Linked DNA regions of Gasterosteus aculeatus: region 1 is linked to region 2. A link is a contact called in public Hi-C data. All regions are on one chromosome and are shown on one strand. Each heading gives the region's core, a stretch centred on a gene start, on an enhancer-like site or on the middle of the called end of the contact. The rest is flanking DNA. Distances are from core to core; before and after follow the strand shown.

The links. A called contact is a pair of places that touch in the nucleus more often than the background predicts.
Region 1: a Hi-C map of blood and trunk muscle shows a contact between it and region 2, with 2.9 times the contacts expected there. The contact joins the enhancer-like site here to the promoter of bcl9l in region 2. A contact is called at or near these places in 6 of 6 Hi-C or Micro-C datasets (blood and trunk muscle, liver, skeletal muscle and 2 more).

What each region holds. Positions count from the first base shown.
Region 1 is chr1:16,451,283-16,455,760 of fGasAcu3.hap1.1, forward strand. LOC120822949 reads right to left here. Exons shown (of 10, transcript XM_040182951.2): 10 at 4,186-4,478. Among protein-coding and RNA genes, the nearest start is that of LOC120822949, 7.1 kb to the right of the region's middle. Within about 2 kb of position 1,314, at least 2 of the 9 cell types and tissues checked have open chromatin away from gene starts, as enhancers often do.
Region 2 is chr1:16,358,676-16,363,189 of fGasAcu3.hap1.1, forward strand. It overlaps bcl9l (bcl9 like), which reads right to left and starts at 2,648. Exons shown (of 9, transcript XM_040177651.2): 1 at 2,304-2,648. It overlaps LOC144410222 (a long non-coding RNA gene), which reads left to right and starts at 1,583. Exons shown (of 2, transcript XR_013468155.1): 1 at 1,583-1,702; 2 at 2,891-4,226.

The sequences.
Region 1 (4,478 bases), core at 64-2,563, 91 kb after region 2:
AAACAAGCACCATACATGGCCACATTGCCGAGAAGATTTAAGCAGAGAAAAAAGTTACGGGTCGCTTTACAGCATACTGTCATTGGACAATCAGAATTTGTCCTCCTCACACATCATCAGTGAACTCAGGGATGTAATGAGCTTCACCGTTGGAACGGTTGAACAGGAACAAAGCGGAAAGCGAGGGAGCTCCAGCAAAACATCAGCTCTGTGCATGAATGTGGACGAATATGGATTCGTGTATGAGAGAGGGGGGGGTGGGGTAGGGGCTTAATAATTCTCACAGAGGCACATAGTCATTACCCTGCTGTGAGCGATCCCAGCATGCTCCATCTATGCCTCGACTGGAAGGCTCCATGGCAACCTCCGGGGTCAGAGGTCACGGAGAAAGGTTGCTTTTATCTTCTAATGAGGTCGGTACCTGGGGCTCCATGTCTCTCCGCCTCTGTCTCTCTGCATCTCCCCTGTGCAGTCTGAGGTGAAGGGTGGGGGGGGGGGGGGGGGGGGTCATGAATACTTGCCAAGTGACACCAATGCCATCCTCACTCATCCCCGCAATCGCCTCCAAGACGGCGTTGCAAGGGTGGGGGGGGTTTGGTCGTATTAGGTTCTGCCCTGTTGGGCGGATGAAAAGCGGCTCAGAAATGACTGTCCGGCAGTCTGGCTCCTCTTTGTGAATCAGGTGTTCACATGCAAATCAACAATTGCCTCACGAGCCCCGTGGATCCCTTTTACCTTCACTTTATCAGTCTGATGGATTACCTTCGCAACAACATGGTTTGTGGAGTGTTCTACGTACTCTTTGGAGTCTTAAGATTGATGTTATGCGTGTTAAACACAAATCAGTGCTGCCAAAAGAGTCTTGACAGAACAGTCAAACAAACCTGTGATTAACACTCGTCTTTTTTGAATCACTAGCTGGATTTATAGAGAGCGACACATCCTCGGAATCATGGACCGCTTAAAACAAATGTCCGTTGAAGGAGACGCGGCGCTTTCCTTCGGGCGAGCTGTTTAATGCCCATGGAAAACACACTTCCCTTGTCAATGTGATCACAATATATAACACAAGGCTCATTGGCCCATGTGCCCCTTCAATGGGGCAAACAGGCACCCTCACCAACCCCCGCCCCTCTCCCACACACCCCTTTACTCTCTCACACACGCCCCCTGTCATGTTGGCGGGACTGAGAAAGGAGTCCATTAACTCTGATTTAGTGGCAGTGTCATGCGGTCCCCTTTGTGAGGTGCTGACATTCAGTGAATAGGAATCAGAATTTGCACCCCCTCCTCCTCCATCTTTCCTTCTCTCGGCTCCACGCACAGGGCAGCCTCTGTGCTGCTGCCGTAGGACTGTGAGGGGATCAGCGTTGTACCAGAGGGGAAGGGGGGGCAGGGGGGGTGTGGGGGTGGGAGCTGCAAGATTGAGAAGGTTTTGCTGCCACATGTCTCTGAGTGGCGGACTCTTTGTGTCCGGGCCGGCCCTGTTTGTTTAGCCTTTCCTCAGAGAACTGCTTCACACATCGGTGCCTCATGCAGAGGACCAAAGGGAGCAGCTATGAGAGGTGAGGGGACAGGATGAGACTACGCAAACGACAACAACAAACAAGAAACAGCGTTTGAGAAGCTGGCACCATTTTGCCAGAAACCTTTTCTATGTCTTGCTATGAGTCAATTACTGAAAGGAGAAAATAAACCAGTATTTTCTTCCAGACTAACGTTAGAATAAGGATTAGCAGGAGGATACTTAACAAGCACCTTCTTCAGGAAACACACAGAGAAATCAAACTCCTGCTACGTTTGGTAATTCCTCATTCCAAACAGCCAACAACAATACTAGGCTGAAAGATTTATCATGTCATATTTTAAAGTTGCGGAAAGTTTTCGAAAGAGGTTTAACATGCATTTTATTCCTTCAAATGTAGCGTAACTAACTTTTATATATATTCTTCAATTACACCTTATCAATCCATGGAGAAATGGAATATGAGCACATATATCCAAAAGAAGGTACTGCTGTCTTTGCATTGAGTTTAAAAGTTGACCGTGCTAACTTTAAAGTGCCCTCACAGCTGTCATTCATTGGTATCTGTGGCTGCCGCTCGTGACCTTTGGAGAGTCCATCCATTTCGGACTAACCTCTCCCACCAGCCATGGCGAGGGGGTCACAACGGGCCCAGGTCTCAGGCATGCCGACGCAGGAGGAGCCCCGTCCCACGTGATGAATAGGAAACAACGGGGCAGGGAGGTCAGGCTGGATTATTCTACCCTGCTCTCTTGGAAAAATAAAAAAACAAAATAGGAAAATATTTACACAAACAGGAAGCGTAGAATTTGCTAATGATTGGAAACACATTGAGCTAATTTGTGTAGCTCTCTCTCACATTCACCAACACACACACACACACACACTTATAAGATTTAGTACCAAAATAGGAAACAGTTTGACAGCAAATTCTAGATAGTGGAATGTTTAAACCCAATCTCAAAGCCCATTAACGTTGTTGAGTGTGGGCTTCCCTCCAGCAATGTTAGATCAACCATAATAACATGCGAGTTTATGGACCTTTGCTCCCCAAATGTCTACCATGTTTCTAATTGCGTACATCTGTGGCTGGTGTTTTGATGTTTTGTCTCAATGTGCAGCTGTCCGTTCCCAACAGCCTGTGGTTAAGATGCCATCATCATCTGTGTCCACCTCTTGATGCCAAGTGATGCGTTTGGCTTGTGATTCACCTGAAGGTCTTTGCGTCAAGTCCCACGTTTTACTTAGTTATTGTCTATAATTCAAATAAAGGAATAGACATTCATTGGTTTTATGTAAATTAAATGACAAAACGCACATTCAGGATGCAAAACCCCCCAGAGTTGTTTATGTTTGACACAAGCTATTTCATCATTAAAATAAATGTGAATCCTAAATCTGGTGGACTTTAACCGAACCACCACAACCGTTTGGAAAATATGTTGTGTCTATATTTAGCATTACGTACCTCTTACGTCGCAGGCCTCCAAAACATAAATGTTCACATTAACAAAATGTTAAAGAACTTGATCATAAACACCTGTTCTCCTTTTGTTTATTGTGGCCGTGTTAAACTAATACAAATAGAGTGGATAGATTTATTTTTAACTATTTATGTTGCTATTTTGACATTTCCATGATTTTCGCTTGGCTGTCTTACCTCTATTAGTTATATGACGTATTAAATAGGGAATATCGTTATCGCGTCCCTAAGAATCATGAACACACAGTTTTGTTTTGACGGGACCAATGTCATATTTCAACCTGGGAAATGTCTATTAAGCTAAGAGGTTAACGTGGTCCCCACCATCCACACACACTCACAAATAAAAACACACAAATACACGCACACATACTCTTTATCATTCTTCATAGTTAACGTCTGCTTAAATTGTTTTTGCCTTTATCGGTGGCTCTGTGTCGGTTTCCTCTGCTGCACTTATTTGTCCACGTAGCAACGTTTGATTAAAATGTTGCACATTTACATTGTGGATTATTTAACTATGCGTTCCTTGAGTTGGTTTATATTGGGTAGCAGGCGTCCACACTACTGTCTTGTGTCTTGCTGTGCCATCAGAGGAGGGATCAGCGCAAATGTGTGCTGTGTGTTCCCCAGTGAAACTCGATCCTGAGTAATTGTCAGGATAAGGCGAGGGATTGACCTCTGCCATGAACCATATTTTCTGAAACAACACACACTTGAGCTAGCTTTGAAATATTCTCTCCTTCAGGACTCGAGTGGCCCACGAGGAAGCTAGTCATAAACTTTTTTTAGTGTAACTAAACAAAGCCTGTCGTAATTTCATTAGCCTACTCTTACATTCATGGCGCGCATGTAGGTGGTGGGTGCCCTGCTCTTCCAGACGGTGTCTCTCTGCTGGTCCTTGAATCACATGCTAGAAACGTGAAGCGCGAGTTTATCTGGGCAGGACCGGGATGTTCCCCACAAGATTGTAAAGTAGGAGTTCCTATTTTTCCCATTTAATAAAAGCAATCCTGAATCCTTCTAATGATGCATTGAAGGCCGCAGTAAATCAATTCACAAAGCTCTGCTATTGAACCTCGATGCCAATGTGGTCATTGTTATTCCAAGCGAGCCTCCGAGACTGTTACATTGTGTATTTGTGACTGATTTGTTGGAAATGTCACATAGCCATGTGTCATGTGGTAAAAAAAGAATATATTTTTATTAAAAGCTCTTGTCAATAATTTCACATTACCGAAAAACACACGTCTTTCCTCCCAAAGTCCCGCTCCGTCCAAATGTGGTGCGTTTGCATCTTCAGTATTGTGACACCTCGGATCCTGCAGCATTCAGCTTGCATTCCTTGCATCCCAGATTCCCCGTCTGCCCCACCTCTTAAGATCCCTGCCCCAGTATGAAGGAATCAGACAGATGCAGGATCTGGCAGATGGCGGGTGAGTTCATGGTCAAATGACATCCACGTCACGC
Region 2 (4,514 bases), core at 1,398-3,897:
ACTCCATTTGTTACACAAAGCTTTCCCAGTGCAAGGAAGTGCCGACAAACAGAGGGAAGCATCTCTCCTCTTGCGTCCATTGGACTGTGATCAGTACCTGAGGGTCGAGCACCACAGTGTTCTCATAAAAGGGGCCGAGACCTGCATGCACACAAGGTCACGCTGTGGTAATTAAGGTACACACCCAAGACAAACTAACGTCAAAGTGCCTGAATGCAAGGCCTTGTGCAACTAAATATATTAATGCGATTCAAAAAGGTTGAGGACCAGCAGCCGTGTGGACAGAGTGCTTTTGTCCACAAAGATTGCATGTAAAAATATGCAAAAGATAAGCACAGAGAAAGACACACAAACACGACAGACACTGGGGCGCTAAAGGTGAATCCTAACACAAGTGTCATACAAAAAAAGAAAAGCTTGGAGTAAATGCTTTCTATTTGTGGATTAGAGCGGTGGTGCCGTTGTCTTTCCTTACTCGTCCTACAAAGTCCAGAGCTTAAGTGTCTTCTGCCGTGTGGAAACATTCTCGATATCACATTATTCTTTCATAGCGGTGCTCGCTGTAACTCACCCCCCAAAGTTCTCAGATCACCTAACCAGATAAAAAAACACTTTGTCAGCAGCGGACCCAATGGCTCTCTGCTTGCACGGAAGCGGTGTGCGTGGACATGCAGTCGCTGTGCCACGCTTGTTCCTTTCTAATCAAGGACAGAACCAAAAAAAAAGAGGCAGGAAATAGACTTTTCAGTCACACCCAGAATCTGTCAATCAATACATGTAGGCGTGCATTTCAATCTGCTGTACATTTATACAAATTAGCCTTTATGCTGTTACAGGGAGACTTATTCATTGTCACCTGTTGGTCGTGTTTTTAATTTAAGAAAAATCTACCAGTGTGTGAATCATGAGCACTGGATGGAGTAAAAACTGAATTTGGCCTATTAAGCCCTGTCACACTACACAGTGTCCATTATTTATCCACAACAACGCAATTGCCAGGGATCTCTAAGGATACAACTCGTACAGAAACACAAGTAAGCGGTGGACTTTCCTCTAAGGGAAAAAAAAGATGCTCAGAAACATCTTGGTTCCAGTGGAAAGCAGCGTACCGTAACCCTGAAAGACAATTCGGATCAAGTTGCAAACTCTGTTAGGTGCTATATATAGCTCACCAGGATATTGTAGATACACAAACAGCATGGAGCTCCTGTGCACAAACACACACTCACAGTTAAACAAGAAGGCTTGGTAGCTAAAAGAGAAAAGTGGAGTATCCGCCTACGTGAACGGGCTCGAGTGCAGCATTGTATCAGCATATTCAAGGGGCTGAAGTGAGCACAAGAGGGTAGGATGGACACTTCACAGCCATCATAAAACCGTCACATTCTCATAAAAGGGAAAGAGTCGTTATGCTATTCACATTTTAAGAACGAACTTTGACCCACAAAACGTGCTACGCCTTGTCGGGTCGCTTTATAAACTGCCCGGCGTGTCTGAGTGTAAGTGACAGCAACATAACAGGACGTGCCCGCTCACGTGGAATTATATATATATATATATATATATATATATATATACACACACACATTTTCAATTACACGCACATCGTTCACCGAAGGTTCAATTAAAGCCAACCTCGACCAGAGTATCAGGACAGAGGCAGATAGCGTTGCGCATTAGTTCTCCGGAGTGACAGCGACAGGTAACGCCGTCGTCGTCACGCAGTCGGTCTCCTCTCGACGCGCTTTAGCCGCTTAGCTCGGAACCATTCAAAACGTTGCATCGGCTGCGTCTGTCAGATTAGCTTCCCGACGAGCGCGTGTACACACAATGCACGCGTTGTCAGGTTTTAACCGTGTTCGTGTGCGGCACGTGAAAACAACAACAACAACAACACCACAACGTGGAGCAAGCAGGGCATTCTGGTGGTGGGGAGTGTAGGTGGCACATGCCCCTGGTGTGAACCCCGACGCCCGCGAGCTGCTGCGCCAGCCGGGTTCCACGGGCTAACTTAGCATGATGCTAACTCACGTCCGCGCTAGGCTACTTGCTCGTAAACCGCTCCGCGTTGCCGTCGCCGTCACGTCTGCAAAGCGAACCGCCGCTAGCTAGCGGGATTTGAACTTTGTTAAAAGGCTCGCTAGCCACCCGGGCACTTCATTTTTTATAAAAAAAAGGGAAAGGGAAAGTTACACGAGTACACGCGCGTCAGCAGGACGGCTCTGAAACGCAGCTAGCGCGCTGCGGCGGCGGAGGGGGGGGGGGGCAGTGTTTTGAAAGGTTAGCCGTGTTCTCCAACTTACCGCCCGCGTGAGATCAGAAGAGGCCGATGTCAGCGCTGACGGGCCGGGTCGACATTCCCCGGAGTGGCCGCCACCGCTTGCGGCGCTCGCCCGTACCGCTGCGCAAGATGGTCCCGTTCTCGTCGTTTGATTTTAAAAAAGAAGCAGCAGCTGGTGTCGTTTGACGGCAGAGGTTCAGCCGGCGATGAGCACCGCGGCGTGTCGCGGTGGTAAGTTTCGGTTTGGAAATCAGAAAAGGGGACGCGTCACCTTGCAGCGGTTCTTGACTCCCACTATCCGCGCTGTAGAAGCGCAGGACGTTGCGTTTCCCTGCGAGTCCGTATCGCTCCCAGCCGCCCAACGATAATTAGCGTGGCCACACGGGCATCCGTATGTCACCGTTCTGTCATTCCGGACATCTGTGCTGGCTCAGCCTCGGATACTTAGAGGCTATAAGAATAAATAAATTACTTTAAAAAAAAGTATATATATTTCATATTTCTAGCCTGGTATTTTCAAAAGATTGTGATACCTCCACCCGCGTATTAAATTGTGTCGTTGTGATTTAAAAGGCACTATAGGCTCATCAATCTCATTTTCCATCGCAGAGCACGTCTTTGATGGACAGCGTCCTGTGGCGGAATTAAAATGAGTAGAAGAAGTAGAAGAAGAAGAAGAAGAAGAAGAAGAAGCCTCTATGAAAGCACTGTTGACTGAGCTCGCGCGCCTCAGGTTTGGGGAATTCCGTTGATTACTCCCTCTGGTGGTTTGGGTAGCAGAAGTAGGCAATTGGCAGCACATACTTTCAAGTCAACTTGGAATGAAAAAGGCCTTTCTTGCAATTACACAGTCTGCTTTTCTAAGTTGACATGGGGAGAAATGTTTCATCCAATTTGGGTAGCAGAGCCCTTGCGTTTTACTGCAGTAGTTCATCGAGTTAAGACCACTTACACGGTACTTCTAGAAGCAGCAGTAGTGCTGACTACCACTTAGCCCCACCAAAGCAATTGTCATGGGAACAAATTTTATTCTTCAGGTTGAGAGCAAATAATAAAATGATTTTATCCCACATGTTGCAAGTATTTTCCCTTGCAACTGTTAGCAACACTAATTGTGTAAAATGTAGAATGAAGCTTTGAACAACCCATAATATAGTTATGGGAGGGAGCTGCAATTATTTGTACCTAGTTTGTAAGAACTAGATCACAAATCTGCAGTGGAATACTGTTCAAAATGGAGCTGTGAACATATCTCAAACCACACAAGCACAAAGGATGGGCGTTAATCAACCCGAGGAAGACCTAGGACACCTGTTGGCATCGGACATTTTTAATCATTGAGTAATTTAATAGTCAGAGCTGGTAGATGAGGCCCAGGAAAGGGAAGTTTGCGGTCCCCTGCTGGAATTGTTGCCCACGCGACCTGACCCCAGATAAGTGGTTTAAGATGAGATGAGTATTTAAATGGCTTGAGATTTTAATCATGTCATCGTAGAGATGTGCACACTACATAATTCTTTCATCATATGTTGAATCATAACGGGCATAAGGCTCATTGGTGCTTTTATTTGCTTAAATAGCTAAATGTAAGAATAAGGAAACAAACCTTTAAGCTATGTGGGAGATTTTGTATTGCTTGTAATCCAAATAAAGAATATTCAGCTGCATATTCTGTTGATTGAATATTCTTAGGCTCTAGACATCACTCCCATGAAATAATCCAGCCCGAAGAGGCAAAAAAAACAGAATAAACAGCCAACAGAGAGACTACACTGCATTATAAAATGCAAAAAGATGGAGTGAATTCCATCCCACTGTTACCCCCTGAGATATGCTTTATCTGAGTCCATTATTCTCTGCTGGCTAGCAGAGGAATGAGCACAATTAGGTGAGGAAATGAGAGGAGAGGAGGAATTTGGACTCTGGTATTTGGAAAGAAAGAAAATGAAACATTGGAGGAAGGTCAAGAGAACATAATAAAGGAGCAGTGGGGAATGAGAGGACAACGGAGAGAGAGAGACAGGATGAGAAAGTGAAACTATGTTGTCATGGAAACTGGCATGGATCTGAAGAGCAAAACAAGAATGTAAATTGGTTCTCCCTTAGGAAATGTGATGGCGTTAGAGGGAAGAAATAAGCAGGGAGGTGTATTTAGAAGAGAACCTTCAATAATATCATATGCAAATAAAGATATTTGAAACCAAATGCTGTGTATTGGTAATGGTGATTACAA